Regions from separate parts of the Mus musculus genome. Here region 2 is linked to region 1. A link is a contact called in public promoter capture Hi-C data. All regions are on one chromosome and are shown on one strand. Each heading gives the region's core, a stretch centred on a gene start, on an enhancer-like site or on the middle of the called end of the contact. The rest is flanking DNA. Distances are from core to core; before and after follow the strand shown. Region 1 has its middle 22 kb from the start of Gm33841. Region 2 holds the start of Fap (fibroblast activation protein).

What was found. Promoter capture Hi-C pulls out the DNA fragments that hold promoters and counts their contacts.
Region 2: a contact with region 1 is called in a promoter capture Hi-C map of hippocampal neurons, with 2.9 times the contacts expected there. The contact joins the promoter of Fap here to the enhancer-like site in region 1. A contact is called at or near these places in 5 of 39 promoter capture datasets (cranial neural crest, embryonic stem cells, hippocampal neurons and 2 more) and 1 of 9 other capture datasets (liver).

The regions. Positions count from the first base shown.
Region 1 is chr2:61,552,059-61,558,241 of GRCm38.p6, forward strand. No RefSeq gene overlaps it. Among named protein-coding and RNA genes, the nearest start is that of Gm33841, 22 kb to the left of the region's middle. Within about 2 kb of position 3,508, at least 10 of the 459 cell types and tissues checked have an H3K27ac peak or open chromatin away from gene starts, as enhancers often do. A contact at or near this core is called in hippocampal neurons, where this site is marked.
Region 2 is chr2:62,570,741-62,576,923 of GRCm38.p6, forward strand. Fap (fibroblast activation protein) reads right to left here and starts at 3,281. Exons shown (of 26, transcript NM_007986.3): 1 at 3,106-3,281; 2 at 2,699-2,783. The coding sequence starts at 3,111.

The sequences.
Region 1 (6,183 bases), core at 2,258-4,757:
CTCCACATTAATTTTTGTTTTTTAAAGTAAAATTAATATATATGGTTATATAATATATAATTACGTTACTATGTCAATAAACCCGTCTCACTAATTTCCAATAAATTAGTACGTCTACTTAAGCTTCTCTAATTTCTACCATGATGCATAAAACATTAATCACAGACTTGAAGGTCTCCCCAGCAATTTTGAAAAACACTGGGCTACCAAGGAGGATGATTTATGCCCTTAAGCCCAGGAACTTGGGATGCTGAGGCAGAATAGCGCGACCTGATGGACTGTCAGCTTAAAGCTAAAGTGGGATACTCAGCTAAACAGTTTCTAAATTAAGAAATAACACAAAGGTATCCTGAAAGCAGAAAGAACCGCTGTTCCGAAGAACCTAAATGTGTGCTGTTTGTAAAAGACACTTTTTGACTTTATAACACAGAGGAAGGACAGAGACTAGGACAACAACAGAAACTAAGGACACATAAATAGCACACACACAAAAAAGGTGACTTTAAGCTTCCTCTTCAATATCACCCTCACAAAAACACTCCATTGGAAGTAGTTCCCACTAGCAGGAAATGACACAGACTTTAGGGAGCATCAAAGTACTAACAGTACTTGACCACTCATTTGTGTCTGATCCGATTTTATTACTGTGTTTTATCCAAGTTTGTTCTAATAACTGATTTAGCTTCTGATTTGAGAAGCTCATCAAAAAGTTAAACACCTAGCTGTGTACATACATATACATGTGTGTGAGTAAACATGCATGCATATATGTGTATATATGTACATATATAAGTATGTGTGTGTATATATACATACACACACAAACATATATATATATATATATATATATATATATATATATATACACACACATATATATATACACACTTACGCACATATTGAGGCCTGCCCACCTAGCATAGCTGTAGCCATTTTGTTCCATGCTTGCCAGCTATTTCATATCGTTGCTGTAATATGCCTGCCAGTCATTGACAAAGAAAAATAACTTGACTTAGAGCAGGATCATGCTGAAGAACATACCCTGTTATGTTCCATATATTATGAGGTTTGTTAATATTAAGAAACTGCATAACCATAAGCTTCACATAGGACCCATTATATTAAAGGTTTGAGTGAGGGCCAAACACCAGGCAGCACTGCCAGGACCTGCGTATAAGCTCATAGTGGTTTCTGAAGTTCTAGCCTTTATAAGCTGGCCCTGAGAAATGTCCAGTGCACAGCTTTTAGCTCTAGAGCCTGAGCTGTTGCCCTGGTCCATCAGTCTTTAGGTGTGTGTTCAATAAACTATCCCTGTCTGACTGAGATCGGTGTGAGATTGATGTTTGTGTGATTTGTGGGGAGGCTCCTGGATCCCAACATATGTACAAGTATGCACACATATATATGAGACCAGGCTGGTTATAATAAGTGCGTTTCAATGAAAGGGGACAGTGTATGCTAGGGGAAAACATAAACAAAGGATATTTATTACAACATTTACAAAGCACACAACACATACAGCCAGCATCCCCTTAGAGAGAGGATCTGATCGTTTATGGACACCACTTACTGGATCATAGATTCTAGATTCCCCTAGAACTTTAGCTTACAGAATAAACAGAGAGTAACATGGTTACACGTGGTATACATTCCTGTTCCTGACCTGGTTGAATCTGAGTTTGCTTCATCACTAAATCCCTTGCTAAGGTGTTTTTGTTTGTAATATGTAGATAATAATATCTCCCTTACTAATTCATCCTAAAAGGATGCTATAAAGGAAGATAAGATTGGTGATGGCAATGCTCTTTGTTTGAAAGGTGCTATTTAAATTTTTAAGTGCTATTATTAGGGCTCTGCAGTGCAACAGATGGGACCTGGAAGAAGCTTAGTGTTGTTGATATTTCCTTTGAATATTTCTTCTCCCCATCTCTCTCACTTATTATTTATTAAGAGCCTACCTCTGATGTGCATAATAATAAAAAGTGGGGGGGTCTATATTTGAGCTGAATTTACCAAGATAACCTTATCCAGACAGTATAAAATGTGTTGCTTCCATCCTTTGGCAATGATCTATACCCTGGGATTGCTGGCCTGCTAGGACTTGATGCATGTAAATAGATTGATTATAAGCTATTTTCTTTGTAAAAGCATTGCTTTTTATAGTTGAAAAAGAATATGAAGAAAAAGCAAAGACACACTGCTGGTGGGAATGTAAATTAGTATAGTCTTTATGGAAAACACTATGGCCCTTCCTCAAAATATTTAAAATATAGAGCTATCATGTGATCCAGAGTCCTACTTCTAGATCTACATTAAAGTGATACGATTACTTTATTAGTATATGGATAAGACATCTGCACTCCCATGCTAGCTGCAACAGGATTCACAGTAACCAAGATAAATAAACTTCATTGTCGACTAAGGAATGAATGGGCAAAGAAAATGTGATGTATGTACCCCACACTCCAGCCACAATGAAGGAAATTCTGCCATTGGTGATAATCTGAGTAAATCTAGACAACATGAATGACGAAAAAATTAGGATAAGTACAGATAAATGAATACCCAGGGATCTCATTTATGAAATCTGCAAAAGTAGATTCTACAGAAATAGAGAGTTGAATGGTAGCTACCAGAGGCAGAAGTAGTTGGAGGAGGGTAAGGAAGAGCTATTGATTAAAGATTATAAAAGTGTAGTTGGGAGGAATAATATCAAGTTTGATAACTATAGTTAATGATTCTATGTTACAATATAAGGGGTGCTAAGTATTCTTTTTGTAATAATAACCATGTGAGGTGACACATTTGTTAATTACCTGGATTTAACTACTATGTGTGCATATGCTTCAAGATATCTTACTGTATATGAGAAGCGTATAGTTTTAAAACCATCTTATTTTAAAATGTGTTTAAAAATAAAAGTGTTCTCTATTGGCACTTAACGTCCATGAAATGAAAGTAGAGCAATACAACATTAAAGCTCCGCCTATGATTCAGGTGTTTCCCTGGGGTGGCTAAATGAACACCATAAATGAGAGCACCATCGTGCCATTATCGGTAGGTGCCAGCAGTTCACAGCAATGAGGGAGGGAGATCAGGAAGGCTCAGTGATGGGAGCACTGGCCAACAGAGGACGTGGCAGTATACAGCAGATATAAAAAGGGATTTCCTATAAAGGCCTGATTTGAGAACCTAACAGAGTCAGATCATGCCTCTCTCTCTTCCACTACCTCCACTTCCAAGTTGCTTTCTGTATACAGACACCTCTGGCTAAAGCATTTTTTTTACTTCAAGGCTGACCTAGTGTTCCTTTTAATTGTATGTAAATTGTTTCTGTAGCCAACTCACTACTGTGATACAGTTCCGCACTGAAGATTTGACAGGGAAAATGCCTGGAACGCATCTTTACCTTGCCCGACTTGTGGATTAACACAGTCACAGAGAGGGAGATGCTGCTTCGGAAGCGAAACGATGAGCAGGCTGCTGCTGGGCAGAATATGAGAGAAAAAGAACAGGTTGTGCCTGTTTATTGCTGCTTGGTGTTGTTCCCAAATAAATGGATGCTAATTGAGAGGGAGTGTGGCTTCATATTTTATGACACCCCGGGTATATGCTAGGAAGTCTCAGGAGAGGTGATTTAAATTAAAGCTAATGTTGAACTCCACTTAATTAGCATTGCTGTGGATGATTTCATTTTTTTTCCCTGCTAAGGGAAGAATGTGCGAGGTTACTGTTTTCCTGTTGCAAATACTAAACTATATGACGGAGGTGAAGAAGTTATTTCAGAAATGAATGACTTGCTGGCAAAAGAGAACCAGACAAGGATGGCATGTTACTAATTAAGATGAGTGATGTACGAGCCAGATGGAAGGAATACAGATTAGAACAATGGAAAGAAATCCTCAGAATGACACCATTATTTTGGAAACTATTGTAAATCAGCCAGGGGTGGAGACTACAAGCAATTTCCCTGACAAATGAACCAGTCACCCTGAACATCCTGTAGGAGGCACATGATGGAGAGTCCATACTAAAACCTTGAATGTTCATCTCTACCTAATGAGAACCTAAAAGTCTAGCAGGAGAGTGACTAGCCCTCACATTTGCCAGATCCTGCCAGTCAGTACGACAATTACTCTAACATTGGCCTCCCTTCATCTTCAGCTCTACCACTCGCCTTTATCTTTTTTTCACATTTGTGTGTACGCTGTGCAGACTTTATGCATCTGATCAAGTTTCTTCCTTGAGTGCCAGGGAAGGAGTTGCCATGTTGGCTACAACAAAGGGGCTGAGACAGTCTCTGATCTCCTTTTCTATGAGACCATCTCTCAATTTGGAATCCTAGCTTCTCTCCAGTCAGACAACAGTCCTGAATTTATCTCCCAAGTTTCTCGAACCCTATCTAAAGTACTCAACATCCCTTGGTATTTTCATATTCTGTATTACTCCTAGTCCTCAGGAAAGATAGAATGGACTAACCTTTCCTTTAAAACCACCCTTCCTTGTCAAACTGAACTTCAGAGCACACGATTGGTTTGTTGTGATATAGCCTTCTGACCATTGCATCAGGCACAAATACTCCAGAAGCATTTTTTGCAGATTAAGAGAGAAATAAGTGGACCAGAGAAGAAATACAAGTGTGTAATGATCCTACAAACTATTTGCTAAGTGGCCTGTCCTGCTCAAAGTCTCAGGAGAAAAATTCTGAAGTTGGCCAGTACTCAGTTACCTACCTCTGCCAAAGTGGACGACTGCCATCTCAGAATCAAGATGATTATTCAGCTCTCTGACGCAAGTCAAACACACTCCCATCTCCTGCTCACAAGGCGCCAACATAAAATGGATGCTGAACTGGGAGAACAGGTGTGTTTGTGCTTGGAGAAAGCAGCCAGGGATATGAAAATGACTTAGCAGCTGGTGGGAAAGAAGATTGAAGTTGTGCCAGGCAAAAGGTGCTTTTCCCCTAATTATGCAAAAGCTTTAATTTCATTGATCATATTGTTCCCTTCTTTCTCCCTCTAAATGATATGAAATCTATATAACAACTCTTTGGGGAAGTCCAAATCATTGCCAGGGATGCTTAATAAGGGAGCGAGGGGCAGAAAACACTCTTAGGTGAATGACCTTGCTATTTTATGAGCATTTGTGAACTGTGGTAAGATTAATTAGCAGGGAAAACACATTTAAAATGAGATGTAGTCATTAGAGCTCAAAAATCTGTCAATAGACCCAGGGAACCTGAAAAGCTCTTTAATATCCCCGCCGCTATTAAACTATTGACATTTATTCATTCTTCTCATTTGATAAAAATGTATCAACCAACAGTGCCTTGGCGGGCACTGAACCATACTTAACGAAACATAGGTTGAAAAATATAGTTCCTACTTTCTATAGTGGCTCACAATGTAGGCATGAAAAAAATGATCTGCCCTCACTCCTCTGAGGTGTGAAAGAGGCAGTGATTTAGATAGAACATGATTCCAAGGTCAGTCTGTCTTTTCATTTAAGGTGGAAAGATAATTTTCTAAGTTGAGTCTTAGGTGAACTTGATGATTTGTAAAAACAACAAAAACAACTTGGTAAAGGATTTTAATTAAGGGCAAGAAGCTTACTCACTCACATGGAGCAGTGACCCTCGGGTTTATGGCATCCCCTAGCATTGCTCTGTAACATACAAGTGGTCCCATATAAGTATGTTTGCAAGATATGCCTAGCTTTGGTAAATAAAGTTTAAAAAGCAGAGAATTATAAAATCGCACACACACAGACACACACGCACACACGCATGCACAAACATGCACATATTCTCAGCAAAGAACAACTGCATGCAAATGTGTTGGTGACATTGTTGTTCTTAATCTCACTTCGTTCCCATTTAAGAAAGCAACGTGTGCCAAGTCACCAAGTTAAGGCTACCTTCTGACTCTACAGCTTGTGGTTATGAACCAACATTACACATCTCTCCACACTGTCAAAAAACTGTATCAGCCGTCCTCAGAGCTGGAAACAGCAGTCACAGAATGAGGTTCCGTATCTCTCTGTTTGACTTATAAAATGTCAATCATTGTGTGGTCTCAGATACATTGACTTGCTCACTGTTTGGTAACATTGCAATGACAATGTGTTTTAAATATATGCTGGAAGGACAATTTAAACACTTGACAGCAGTGAGAGTCAAGACAG
Region 2 (6,183 bases), core at 2,031-4,530, 1.0 Mb after region 1:
CTTCATACTGGTGTAAGGGTGCAAGGAAAAAAAAATCCTCAAGAGAGAATAAATGGAGGCAGGAAAATAAAGGGAGTCAGTCAGGTGAAGGGGCAGAAGCCAAGGACCACATGGCCTGCAGGGCACAAAGGCATGTTTGTCTTCAGTTTAGATTAAAATTAAAATGAAAATGAAATACCTTAGGATTTCCAGAAAGAGCTGCAACACATTTATTTTTAATATGTAAGTGAGTTAAACAGGCATTCTCATTCACTACTCCACTTCCACTCATTCTTACTGTCTGTGTCTGCTCTCTCCCCCCCCCCCCCCAAAACTTCTCTAAAGTGAAGGCTGATTCTTTGTGGACTTCCACCTGGGAATGAAAAGACCCCTACGCCCCAACTCTATTCATTTCACTTATACTTGAGCGACAGAGACATTTCTCCATAATGATGGCTGTGGCCATGTGTTTTAGGGTGTGTAGAATGACAAATTATTCCTTGTTTGCCTGTCTGAGGGAAATTGAGACTACTGAACTTTGTAACTTCAGCAACAGCAAGTGATAGGAGGTATTTTGGGGAACCCAGTACATTTAGTTTATAAATAATGGAATAGATGGATATTTCTTGACTTCTGTTACCTTGTCAAGTAGCTCCTGGACTAGCAACCCAAGGGCACAGGAGACAAACGTACAGTGGTGACATTTCTGACGAAGTGGTATAGGGGCCTACCTAGCTTTTTCTTCTCCTTTCTGTTCCATTGCTACTTTTCCTTGACTTCCCATGGGAAGTCTTTACTTTTTCATACTTTTTACTTCATTCCTTCCCATGGAAGAAATGTGAGTAAAGTTGGGCCTGGTCCCCAGCCTGGACATGGTGAAGGTATGGGCACAAGAAGACAATGCTGCTCAGGTGACATGCTGAGGTGTCCGTAATAATGAAGAGGCAGTGACTTTACAGTCCAGACAGCAGGCCTAAGCATTGTTTACTTCTGCAGAAGAAGTAAATGAATGCAAAATAATTCATCTTGAGGTTAATTTGATTATTTCACAATAACAGGAAATTACTTAGAGAATTATCTTTTCCATTGAAAATAGAAATCTATGTTATAAAAAAACACAGGACTTTTATGTTATATATAGTTTATAACATATTTTTGAGTATGCTATTCATAAAAAAACTTGGAAAGAAGATAAAGATTGGGATTATATGTAATTACACAAATGTCTATATCTATAAATGTAAGTATAGACCCAAATATCTATCCTTATATGCTATTTGCAATGGATAAATATGCTTCTCATTGGGAATATTCTTCAAAGTCCAAAGGGCAACACTTGTGGACAGAAAAGTCTGTCTCAACAAAATTCATGTACTTTTGCTTCCAAAAACTGTTAATTTTTGAGGGAGCAGAATATCCATCTCAAGCTCTGGTAAGTGTATGCAAAAGCCAGAGGCTGATTTCTACTAGACTGGATTAAAGGGGTCAGAGACCTGGCCAGGCACTCAGAAGCTCCTGGTTGGAGGCAGTGTGTCCTCTAAGAATTGAGGTGAGAGTCTAGCTTAATAAAATGACAATAGGAGGATACACCTTGATGGCCCAGGGGAAATCTTGTGCTTTAGGACATGAAGATGCAAGCTAAAAATTAAAAGTGCAGCTCCAAGGAGACTGCCTTCATCAGGTTATCCTGCACATTGCAATTCTGTGAAAGGATGTGGACATTTTTGAACTCTTCAAGCTTTTGTACGTTGTACATGTTTCAATTTTAAAAAGCAACAGAGAATTCAGGACTGACGTGTTTGCTGGTTCAGGCTGGACCACTAACCCTTGTTCAGAGTCCGTTCACTTTAACCACAGACGTTCCCTGGTTCTGATCAACTCGGAGCATTTGTTCTTCCCAGATCCTATAGTACAGTCTCTGTCACTGTTACATTACATCTCTGCTTTAGAAGCATACATTGCTGTTCATAAGAAGGTTTGGAATAATAGGGGCATAGTTTATTACCAATGGATAATATTAAAATTAAAACTAGTTTCAAAATCAGTGCATAACATCTTCTAGGTCTCAGTCAAGTGACATTGTTGCCAGCCTAAGCCTTTCTGTAAAAATAAAAAACAAACAAACAAACAAACAAACACCCCAACCAATTTACCTTGATAATGTTTGCGTAACTGTAACAAGCCTCTTAATTGAATGACTAATTGCTACTATATATAGAACAAGAGTTTTACTTTTCCTATATGGCTATTCCTGAGATTTCTATTCTGAACATCTTCCTTAAATTTTTTGGAAGCACTATTTAGTGATTTCAAAGCCTCCATAGGTTCTTTTTTTAACGTTTCTATTCTTACTCATTATTTTTTTTCTTGCTACCAGGCAAATCTAGTAATAGAAAACAATGCTAGTTAAAAATACAGTCTTGAGAGGCCTATCAAAGCTTGTCTTCTGCGTGTATTTTGGGGGGGTGGTGGGAGGGGTACAGAATAGCTCTCAGGTTTTTCTGTTGCTGAAATAACACTGTAAAGCTCTTCCTACCCTTACATCGCCAGTATTTCTGGTCTTACACACAACATAACTGTGAACTTATACGTCTTCTTAGAAATAACAGGCTTACTTTGGAAAATAGGCACTTAGGAAATGTTCACCCATTTGAGTTCACACGTTGGTACATTTTCCAGGCTACGCTAGGCAGATGGAGTGAATCAGAAAATTTCTTACCTCTTGAGGGACGTAAGACAATGCATATCACCACTAAAGCAAGCGCAGCCAGGGTGGTAACTCCAAAGACAGTTTTCAGCCATGTCTACATAGAAGAAAATTCGGTTTGGGCTTAGTTCCTCCTGAGAAATGGCAAGATTTTGTCTAACCCTAGATCCTACTTCTCCTTCCCCACAGAGCTTTTGATTGTGTTCCACTGGTCTGGCGGTGATTGCTGGAGCCTTTCCAGTTCTGCTAAGACAAATGTTTCTACAGTATATTTAGAGCCATTTTCTAATCCTAACACACACCGGGAAGTGATACTCAACACACAAATCCCCACCTTCTCTAAAGAATAGAAAACTCTGACCATACTCAGCCCAGGCAGCCTCTACTCTGCGGTCGTCCCCGAGACGGCACGCACTAACCTTCATTTTTCCAGATGTTTTTGCAAGTTAGCTGATTCTCACTGCACAGCGTGGGTCACCGCATCTGTGAAAACTGTTGAAAAGAAGCAAGTCTGTCTTCCACTTGGAAGCTGAAGTCAGGACATGAGTTGCTTCCCGCTCCCCTCCTCCCTTTCCCACGGACTTTTGACTACCGTGCCAAATTTCGAAAGATTTCTGTAAAATTAGAAACAGATTTTGGGGGCGTTCTTGGCCTTTAAGTGAACTATGAGTGGCTGGAGGGAGGCTCTAGAGCTCTCTCATCCTTGTAAATTTACACCAACATCTGCTTAAGTTGTCATACAGAGGCCGTTTTATTTCACCTTTTTGTTGTTGTTCAGGTTTATATTTCATATTCTCCTCAAAAATCACTCGAGTCACTTTAGTAACAATCTTTTCTACACTCCTCTTGTTTGCAGCTGAGAGGAAGGATTTCAAATGGAGAAACTTTTTGAGGGTGCATTGTACATATCAAATGTTTGGGGAAGGGAAGAACAGTGGAGCCAAATCCGGCTTTGTGAGAGGTACACGGTGTGACTGCACACTCTTCTCCCGGGAGCCTATGAGGTGCTGCAGGCACAAATGTTTTTCTTTCAGCACAATTTCTTTGTCCGTATAGCACCATATGCACTTTCAGTAAATACAGAAGTTTAAAAATTCAACTGTCTAAACCCACGGCTGCTTTCCTTTAAAGAAATGAAGCGCCATCTGTTGAAATGTAGTATGGGTTAGGTGTGTTTGCACAGGCTAGAAAGATGGAAAGATCAGCGGGAATAATTTGCCAGCAGACCTTTGGAAGAATGGAAATGGCTTTACAAGAGTGATATTTTTGCTTTGCTCTCAGAATATCTTCTGAGAAAGGAGAACATTTAGTAATTATAAAGACCTTAAAATAAATTTTAAAAAGGCAAGTGAAAAGAGAAGTCATGTGTACTTCATTTTGGCTAAGTCCACATATTTCAAAGTGATCGGTCATCTTGGCAGATCAGTAAAATGACTGAATTCACAACACACACACACACACACACACACACACAGACACAATTTTTTTTTAAACCTTCTCTGTGGTCCAGAGCAATTTCCTAGGGCAGATTCCTGGTTTCCACATGGATACTGTTGCTAGAATATGGTGTCTCCAGTTTTTCCATTGCTGGCTTTCTCAAGAAGTTTGTAATATCTTTTGCCTGACTATGCTAAGTTTCATGCTGATCTTTCACAAACTGTGCATGAAAAATAACGAGAAAACATCACTGTTCTGTGTTGCTGTTTGCTTTAGTTGACTGGTCTGGCTGCCACAGGAAACTTTCTCCACCACAAACCAGCACAGTGGCTTGTGAACTTCCTCCCTGCCATTCTCCAGACAGCTGTCCCTGAATTCTAGCCTTAGGAAAGTTCTGGTGAGCAGAGTGAGTCACTAGTATGCATTGGCAGAGAAGAGTATTCAAAGCCCACTGCAGCTCCCGGATGAATCCCACTCCCCATGCGGTTAATGAGCTATCGATTTACAAATTGAAGCAGTACCAGGCATCATCACAGGTGTACAGTGCACTTACTGACATCTCCATGTGCCTTGATTGTGAGGCGTCAATCCGAGAGAAAGCCATCAGCCGGGTCCCATGTGAACTGCCCTCTAGAGGGTCTTCTCAAATTTGTTGCTTTCTTTGGAACATCCACATAGTACTTTCTCAGAACTTCTGTCCCAGCTCGCCAACGCCCACCCCCCCACCCCCCACCCCCAAAAAAATCAGCAAGTCCTTTGTAGTGAGTGATTCCCAAGACCTCCTTTACTAGACAGAAACTAAATGCAATAAGTGATTAAGGTATAATTAAAATGCATACTGCTAGCTTTAGCAATTAATCATTGTCACATGACTGGTAATGGGTACCACTTAGGACTCCAAAGACTCGTCTGACAGGTTTTATGGAGAAATTGGGACATCTTAAGAAGCAACATTAAGTTGAAAGTACTAGTATACGGGGACATTTTAAGGTTGAATAAACATTTTATTTATGTTTGTATTTTCTTTAGAAAGCTGGTTGAATCTAACTAGAACATCTGGGATAGTTCTAGCTGTTTGAACTGTTTTAAGGAGGATGTGACTGGGTAAATAAGTAAAGATGGTCTCTTGCATATAATTTCATAAGTTAGGAATATATTTCTTGTAACAGAGTTACAGACGGGCTTCTGATCTAGCTTATATCCAAGAGAGGTGTTCAAAAGGTGTGGACATTTAACCATTCAATAGCTTTACCTTTTTTCTCTCTCTTTTGGGGGTCAAAATAAAAATACTTTTAACAAGGTTTTTGTTTTTGCTTTTCCACTAAGAAAAGATGTGTGTGTTTGTGTGTGTGTGTGTGCGTGTGTGTGTGTGTGTGTGTGTGTGTGTACAAAATTAACCATGAGAGGGTCTGTTTACTCAGTGAGCATGCTCTCCTATAAGCATGCAAGATTCATCCATTTTTTTTTCCGATCTTGGAGCTCCTGCTGAGTATTTCAGCCTGGAGGTGTGCTAATCAGGTGAGCACCCTGATTAGTTGGAAATTTCTGTATGGACCTGTGAAAGGGGACAGAAAAGACATGTGATGCACTTGTATAATCCTAAAACAAAATCGCATCATTTGTCAGCATGAGAACTTTTCTCATGAAGCAAATCTGGGTATATTGAAATTATACAGAAACAGACAGAATGACATTGATCCATTAAAAGTTAAAGGCATAGCAGTATAATATAGGCTATGACCCACCTCTTTCCAAATAGGGGACACGTAAGGCTTAGTTTGGAATATGATGACATGAGAACATTGAGTAAGTGAGCAATTCTACATCTCAAGGCTATGAACAGATCTTGCTAAAGGTATTTACTAATGAACAGTAGTTGTTTTTCAAAAATGACTCTGTAGTAGTTTGGAGCTGGAATGGCCTCTAGAGACTCATATTGAAGGGTTGGCCCATAGCTGCTGGAATTGAGGGGAGGTATGGAACACTCTAGAAACTTAAGCTGAAGTGAAGAAGCTAGACCACTGGGAATGTATCCTTGGAGGAGACATACAGGAACCCTG